2 separate regions of the Arachis hypogaea genome follow, and region 1 is linked to region 2. A link is a contact called in public Hi-C data. All regions are on one chromosome and are shown on one strand. The core of a region is the stretch at or near the end of the contact, and the rest is flanking DNA. Distances in the headings are between cores, read along the strand shown.

What was found. Hi-C and Micro-C count contacts between places; a contact is called where the count stands out from the background.
Region 1: a contact with region 2 is called in a Hi-C map of leaf, with 3 times the contacts expected there. The contact joins the promoter of LOC112727559 here to the promoter of LOC112727557 in region 2. A contact is called at or near these places in 2 of 8 Hi-C or Micro-C datasets (both in leaf).

What each region holds. Positions count from the first base shown.
Region 1 is chr12:77,579,518-77,583,736 of arahy.Tifrunner.gnm2.J5K5, forward strand. It overlaps LOC112727559 (peptide chain release factor PrfB3, chloroplastic), which reads right to left and starts at 2,355. Exons shown (of 6, transcript XM_025777358.3): 1 at 1,803-2,355; 2 at 1,243-1,460; 3 at 500-700. The coding sequence starts at 1,410.
Region 2 is chr12:77,360,992-77,365,496 of arahy.Tifrunner.gnm2.J5K5, forward strand. LOC112727557 (DNA-(apurinic or apyrimidinic site) endonuclease, chloroplastic) reads left to right here and starts at 2,922. Exons shown (of 12, transcript XM_025777353.3): 1 at 2,922-3,092; 2 at 3,246-3,429; 3 at 3,839-3,939; 4 at 4,037-4,119; 5 at 4,289-4,498. The coding sequence starts at 3,043.

The DNA of each region.
Region 1 (4,219 bases), core at 1,105-3,604, 220 kb after region 2:
AAAAACAACTCCTTTCTAAGAGGAGAACAACTATGATATTTTAGTTCAAAATGTTTACCTGTTAAGAAATATTTGATTTATAATTACAACAATTAAGCTTTGTCCTACTGGGTAAAGTTGGGATCAAATAATATGGACCAAACAACATGATAATATCCTACTGTAAATCATCTTTCAAACCTTAGCATCAATGCCCATGTTATTAGATATGACAAAGTTTTATAATGAGTTATTTATTGACAACTTAACAAAGCCCTCTTGATTCATTTGCATTTGGAAACAATTATATAAAGATTTGAAACAAAGCAAATCATGAGAAGAGACTATTTGATTTGGATCGTGAAAAATTGCTAAAGTGAAAAACAATTTTGAAGTGCATCATAATTCGGGTTTAGTTTTCACCAAGTGTATTAACAAAATTCAACAAATATAAATCAAGTTCACAAGTTATAAGTCCAAAGAATCACATAATGAAGTTCAAATATTACATTCATCAAACCTTAGGATAGATGCCTCCAGTTCCAGCTTTTATAATCAAACAAGCTCCCGACAGGTCAAATGGTCCCTTAAGAAGCTTAGACATCTCATATTGATCCAAAATCTTACTTGCACCCAAAGATGCATCATATGCTTGTTTGTAGAGCCCGTAATCAATAGCATTCACCTCAGCTAAGTGCTTGATCAACTTGGCTTCCTCTACCTGCAGGAGCAAGACTTAGAACAATTATCACTTTCTTTTCAAATTTGATGAAATTCAAAAGATGTTGAAAATAAATTGGAGCGACCGAGTGACAAAGGTTATAGAAATCTACTTCTTGAGCCATAGGTTCATAAAAAGTTATTAATTATAATCATATTGGAAGAAAAATTCTGGCTAACCTTTTGAGGATAAGGAATTTAATGAAAGAAGCTTCATCACTTTTTAAGAGGTGTGGTGGAAGAAGCAGCAAGAAACTCAAATCCACTTCTAAATTTTAAATGGCTTCAAGTGATAAAACTATGAAGTAATTCCTCTTTTCCTTTTTTCTTTTTTCGTTACACTACTTTGGGTGAAAATTTGCTTTATAGCACAGCTATCTAAGTAGATGTCATATGTATGAAACTTCTCTGCATGATTTTTTGTTTGATGTTACTGCCACACTCTCATGCTTTTGTACAGCTTACCAGAATCCGCAAGACTGTTTTACTGGCCAAAACAATCCTCACACCATCATGGAGTAAAAGATAAATAAATAACCTTACCATGTATCTTAAATCCTTAAGAGAATCAACCACTTTGATGCTATTAGCCAGCTTGACAAGAATTTCATTGGATTTAGCTGGATCATCCCACATATCAAAAGCACGTAGAATTTCTTCGTGCTTAGTTCGCTTGGCTTCTTCGATTTCTAAGGCTGTTGATGTGAACATCTCAGCACGAAGAATAGCATCTTCAATTTTCCTTCTTAGAGAAAATAAACCTGATCATATTGAAATAACTGTCATGAATAATTGAAAATTTAATAAGTAATTTATTAGTTATAACAGCCATTACGCTACCAAGATTTATAGTTTGACATTGACTTCAATCTAGCTCATCAGATTTATAGAAGAGCATTCAACTGTTCAAACACTTATAAGAAGCAAGTGATTATTTGCATTTGATATAACCCAAAGCCTTAATGGAATTTAGAATGGGAGAAACGAAATGCATGACCTCTCATAACAATACCAGACATGGAGCGAAAGCACATTGAATTTTCAACAACTAAAATCGCTGCATTCTCACAGTAAACATCAAAAGAAGAAAAGAACAGACCTACTTGTTTGTAGACATCCTTGTTGTCAGGCATGGAGTGACAAGCTCTAATTCTGGAAGAACAAAACAGAAGCTCAGCATGTGGCTTCTTATTCGTCGTCACCAGAGAATGGTGCTGCCGTTTTGAATAGAAAGAGGATGCAACGTCGTGAGCTGTTCTAAGAAATGCGGCTTCAGAGGCCACAGTTGCCATAACCGTTAACTGAGGTTTCAGTTTGAAGCAGATTCGGATTTGAAATTAGTGGGATTCACCGCCGCTATACCTCCCTCCGTCAACCACTACCGCAAGCCCCAGAGAAAGGGAAGGAGGGTAAGGGTCGTGCGGTTATGAGAGGAAGAGGATAGAACAAGAGGTTGGATGGGCAAACAAGAAGACACAAATTGGATGTGCTTCTTTGCTGCTAGCAACTAGCTACAGCTGGTGGTGGTGTTGGATATAAGGATAAACTTATCCACCTATAATGTTTTTTTTATCTTTTTTTGTCTCACACATCTAGGCACAAGCACACAAGCACATAAATTCGCATGCCGGAAGCACGTCAATTTAAAATTCTTGTAAAACATAGATAGACACACGCATATATATATATTAGATAAATTATAATATTATTTTAATATTTTATTAATATTAAAATATAAATTTTTATTTTAATAATTAATAATATATATTATTTATAAACTCATTTCAATAATACTCAGTAACAAATCCAAAAAATTTTAATAGTGGGGGCAAAAATAATATATAAAAATAAAAAAATTTAACATAAATATATTTAGATATTGAAAATTTAAAATATATTAGTTAAATTTTAAATAATTTAATTAACACATCAAAAAATATATTAATTTAAAAATATTTTTCGTCAAATATCCTCTATATCCATCAACTCATATTTTATTAATTATTTTTTATATAATACAAAAAAATTATAGCTCAATAATTAAAAAATCTACAAAAAAATATATATAGATATAAAATTAAAGAAAAAACACAAAAATAATTACGAAAAAATAAAAATTTAGCTCAAACAATCATATTTTTTTCATATAAATATAAATAATATTTATTTTTCTATTAAGTAATTATTCAAATATTTTTTGCCATTTAATTGCACAATTGACACTCTATAATATTTATGGTAAAAGTTTTTTTGATGAAAATAATTATTATACATAATACCAAAATTAAATTAAATAAATAGTAAAAATAAATAAATGATATATAATATATATTATCTCAAATTAATTAAAAACTATTAAATACTAACAGTCTCATTTTTATTTGAGAAACTAAATTTGATTTTGGATAATTAATTAATTAAATTATTATTACTATTTAATCAAGTATATTTATTTTTCTAATATAAAAAGATTAAATTTATATAATTCAATAATTTTTATGATTGTGTTATTAATTAATAACCTAAATTTTTCACACATATATTTTAAAAAAATTAAATATGGGGGAAAACTCATTATTTTAAGGAGGCATTTGATACTTATGTGTATACTTATTATTTGTTTATAAAAGTCTAATGGGGTAATTGTCCCACATACTTGTAAGTAAGTCCGTCCCTGATAATATTAAAAATAAAGTTAGATATGTGATGATATTTAGATATATTCAAATATGTTCGAAAAAAATATTTTTATTCTTATTAAGACATTATTATACACAAAGACAAAAATCAACAAATATTATATCTAAGATATGTTCGATATACGAATATAATAAATAAAAAAAATGTCCGTATTTTGATAAAAGCGAAAATTGATCTTTGGTCCTTGGTGGGAGCAGTGTGCCGCCCATAGCCTGTCTTAACCACAGTCAATAATATTTGAAAGGTTAAATTAGTTTCTTGTTTTCATTATTTCACTAAATTTGTAATTAAATTTTTATATTTATTTTTAATTAAATTTTTATAATATTTTTAATTTTGTAATTAAATTTTTTTATTATAAAAAATATTAGAGTTAATTAAATATTTTTTTAAAATTAAATATATTTATAATAAAAAATTTAATTAAATCTTTAATTATAATTTTTTTAATTTTTTTATTAATTTTAATATTTTTTACATTAAAAAATCTAATTACAAAATTAAAACAGTATAAAAATTCAATTAAAAAAAATATAAAAATATAATTATAAATTTGATAAAACTATAGAAACTAATAAAATAATTAAACATATTTAGAACTAGTAAAAAATGCACTGGCCAAATAAAATATTAATTTGGATTGATTTTTTAAAAGAGTTTTTAAATATTAAAATCATTTTTTTAAAGTAAAGTATTATTGATTTTTAAAAAATATATAATTTATTTTTTCAATAAAAGTATTTTTAAAAAAAATATATTTAAACGTATTTAAAATTTAATAAAAATATTTTATTTTTAATAAAAAATAAGTTTTTTACTC
Region 2 (4,505 bases), core at 1,672-4,171:
TTTACAATTTAAGCATAAAGTTTTGTGTGGTAGAATGTTACAGAAGTCATTGTATGGTTTACAAAAATTTGGACGTACGTGGTATGACAAACTTTCTCATCTTTTGCTATCTCATGAATATCAGCAGGCCTTATCTGATTATAGTCTATTTGTTAAATTCACTGGTACTCAAATTTCTATCCTTCTAGTCTATGTTAACGACATTGTTCTCACTGATAATTCCATTTCTGAACTTACTGGCATTAAGTCTATTTTGCACCAACACTTTCGAATTAAAGACTTGGCCCGTTAAAATCTTTTTTAGGTATTGAGGTCAGCAAAGAAATTTTGCTTATTTCAGAAAAAAATACTGTCTTGATCTTTTGGAAGATTCTAATTTATTAGGTGCTAAACCTGCCTTTATTCCAATGGATAGTGCCACAAGACTATATTAAGATAATAATCTCCTGCTATTTAACTTTTTTATTTATCTCCGTTTAGTTGGGTGTCGTATCTATCTCACCACGTCCCAACCAGATATCATGTATTCCACTCAACAATTAAGTCAATTTATAGTATCTCCTACTGACTCTCATCGAAGCGTGTGTTACGATATTTGAAAACTAGCCCTGACAAAGGACTTTGTTTTCCCAAGAGAATCAGAAATTCAGCTTCTCGACTTTAGTGACTTTGATTGGGTCGGATGTCCTGACACTCGGTAATCTTTAACAGGTTATTGTTTCTTCTTGGGTAGCTCTTTAATCTCTTGGAAGACCAAGAAACAAACCACCGTTGCCCGCTCATCCGCTGAAGCAGAATATTGTGCACTTGGCAACACAACTTGTAAACTTCAATGGATACTAAATGTGTTACAATTTTTACGCACCTCTCTTATCTGTCCACCAGTTTTATATTGTGATAATTAGAGTACCCTTCATATTGCTGCTAATCCAGTTTTTCATAAACGGACAAAATATTTAGAGGTTGATTGTCGTTTGGTTCGAGACATCTTTCATCCTCCATCTTGCGGCCCGTTTAAAATACTCTTTCACCTTAACTCATGACAACAACAAAAAAGTCTCACACCGACCCATAAATTCAGCCCAATAGAATTAATTTGGTTACAATTTTAGCCTATATATTTAACGTTGCCTTTGTAATTTATTCAATCAAGAAATGCATATTGCTTATTTCTTGCGTACTCTTTAGGTTTTATTATTATTTACAAAGTTATTTTCAAATTTTTTTTTGAAAGATTGGTACATCAAACTGGGGTGTATCGATTTTGAGATATTAAATAATGTGATAAGAGTGGGAGGCTATATTTTTTTTTTTGGTCAAGTTTTTGTCCCTATTGAATTTTTCTTGACAATGTGTTTAACAAAGTAATCTTCATTACAAAAGATATTGTACTCATTTTTTTTCCCTAAAATTTTTTTTATTAGATTTTCTTTAGTAAAATTTTAATGAGACATAATTCTAAATTGACATCCAAAGGAGAGTATTGTAATATAGATGTCCATTTAATAATGTATGATTTCTTTCACAATATCAACTGTTCAATTTTTTAATAGTGGAAGGATCATTATTAAGGTAGATTGAATTTAATGAAGTTTGAAAATAATGACTTTTATACGCATATAAATAGAATAACATGGTTTGAGACAATATACACAATACTAGCATAAAATACTTCTCTCTATACATGCAGGACCAATCTAGAAATATTATTATGGGGTCAATAACATATATAATATTAAAAAATTATGCAAAAAATTATATAATGTAAGATGTATCACAAAAATATACTGATAGAGAATATATTTTTTAAAGTGCAAAAAATATGTGTGTACTTTTTACTAATGAAGTGGTCGATTCTTCGTATCATAAAATTCATCGATAATAGAATATGTGTCAAAATTTTCAGCAATTTTCTTTTCAGTATAATTAAAAGACAAGTGCAAGAAATTCATCTTTCATTTTATTTCTGAGTCATTCTTCACAATATTCATAACTAAAAAAGATCTTTCAGTTGTACCAGTTGAAACAGAGAGAATTAATACCAAATGAATCAAGAAAGACAGTCACAAAAAGAAAAAGAATCCACTTTATAGGATTTGAAAAATTTTATTTGATTAAAAAAATTAGTAATAATATCTTTTTTAGATTTTTTAAATATTATTACTTACATTTTAGATATTAAAAATCATTAATATTTAAGTTGGACTGGGCTTTTATTTATACTAGATTAAATATTAAATAAATTTTTAAAAAAATTAAATCATACTTAATAACTTATTACTATTAATTTAAAAAAAAAAAAGCTGGGGGAGGAGGGTGAGACCTCCACTCGTCTCCCGTATGTCGTATACATGTACGCTCATCAACATATGAAAGAGTGAATATATATATATATAAATTATCTCAATTATATTGAGATAATAATATTAGTGAATATTAATCCTATAATTCTTTATTTACACTTATTTATTTTATATTTATTTTTTTAAAATTTATTTTACCACATTTATTTTAAATGGGAAGGAAAATGATTATTTTCCTTTGTTTGGTTGAAAAGAAAAATTAGAAAAAAAAGAAAATAAATGGAAAAAAATTGGTGGGACCCACTAATTTTTTCCTTCCAATATTGGAAAGAAAATAAAGAGAAAACTAATATTTTTCTCTCTATTTTCAATATATTTTATAATATAGGGATAAAATTATCTTTTTATAACATTTCTTTCCTTCTTATTTTCCTTCCATTCAAACACATCTAAACAAAATAAAAATTCACTCAATTTCTTTTCTTTCCTTTCTTTTCTCTCTATTTCTTTCCTCTCTATCAAACATAGCCTTAATCCAAAAAAAAAAAAAACATAGCCTTAATCCAAAATGGCTAATTAATAAAAAAAAAAAATTAAAATAAAGGGTTATCTTCTCGTTAATCATACATAGCTTTGCCACTGTTTTCGACTTTTCGTACTTCAGGCCTTTGCGTTCTCATTTCTCAGCTTTTTTGGTGGTTCCCCTTCTATCTTTCTCGGTTCGATACAAAGACCTGATATGAAACAATTCTTGCAATTCCTGTCTACAACCTCTACCAATCTCAACAGGTTTGTTTTCTGTTTCTGCGTCGCTTCATTTTCCATATCCTATATCTTTGCATTTAACTTTTCAATCGGAAATATATTATTTTGAATGTCCCTAGTTTCCAGCATTTTACTCTAATCGTAAGCTATCTAGGTTTTCTGAACTGAATATTGTAGTTTTGCAGTGATTCAGAAGCATTTGAATACGAAGACATTGGTTTCTCCTACTGTGAAAGCAATGAGGTCTAAAAGACGTTTTTCGAATTCATCAGAACCTGTTTTACCAGTTGTTGAGAACAAGAAAGATAAGAAGCTTAAGGGGTTGGAAGCAAGTCCAGTTTCCAAAAAGTATATTGCAAAGGTTTAATTGATTCTTATAGGGTTCTGTGCTTAGTAGAGATACTTGCATTCTCCTGTAGCACATTTAACTTGTGCCCTGAAACATTTACCAGTATATATATATAAGCTTGGAACAATAGTTGAGTTATTTCCATTTGATCTCAAGGTGTTCAAGCCATGGTTATTAGCCTAGGCTGCCTATGTTACGCTCTTTGAGTGCGGCCTTTTTCCAGACCCTGTGTTAATGCAGTTGTCCTATAGATATCAAGAGTGAGTGATAGTAAATGTTTATAGAACACACATTAAATGCATCCCGGGAGAATGTAAATATTTATCATTATCTTAATACTACTTTGTGTTTTTGTATTCTCTCTTACATTAACCCTTTTTTATTATTGGTTATTTGGTTTAAGTCGATATTGGTAATGTAGGAAAGTGATGTTAACAGCCATTCCATTGAGATTGAGAGGTTAAGGAATGACCCGGCCAAAATGGACACATTGACTGTTGAGGAACTACGGAAAACATTGAGGTAAGATTATAGGTCCTTTTTCAGCCAGCAGTTGCTTTTTAGTTCTAAAACAATATTGTTTGGATTATATCTCAGGAATGGTTTTTATATTTATCAGGAGTATAAAGGTCCCCGCTAAAGGTCGTAAAGATGATCTTTTGTCTGCCTTGAAGAGTTTCATGGACAATAATGACTCTTGCGGTACTGTATACTGTTCTCTTAGTAATGTGAACTTTTATTGTATCTGGGAACATAAGGAAATTAAGAGTTTCTTTCTATCAAAGTCATCAATTATTATGCTCATTAAGCTTGATGTCTCTCTTGAAAAACTTGTATAATTCCAATGGTTAACACGTTTCTTCATGAGCAGAGCTAGATCCTCAAGCACGAGAAGAACATGAGAAAAGACTCTTAGCTGCTTCAGAAAATACATCTATGGAAGTGACAACTAAGAAGGTATTTGATGAAGACCCTGTTGATGATGTCAATGATAGAAGATTAAAGCAATCCAGATCTGCAAAGAAAACTGTCAAGGTGGCAAACAAGAAGAAGTTGTCAGTGAAATCAGATGATGTTTCAGGTTGTCT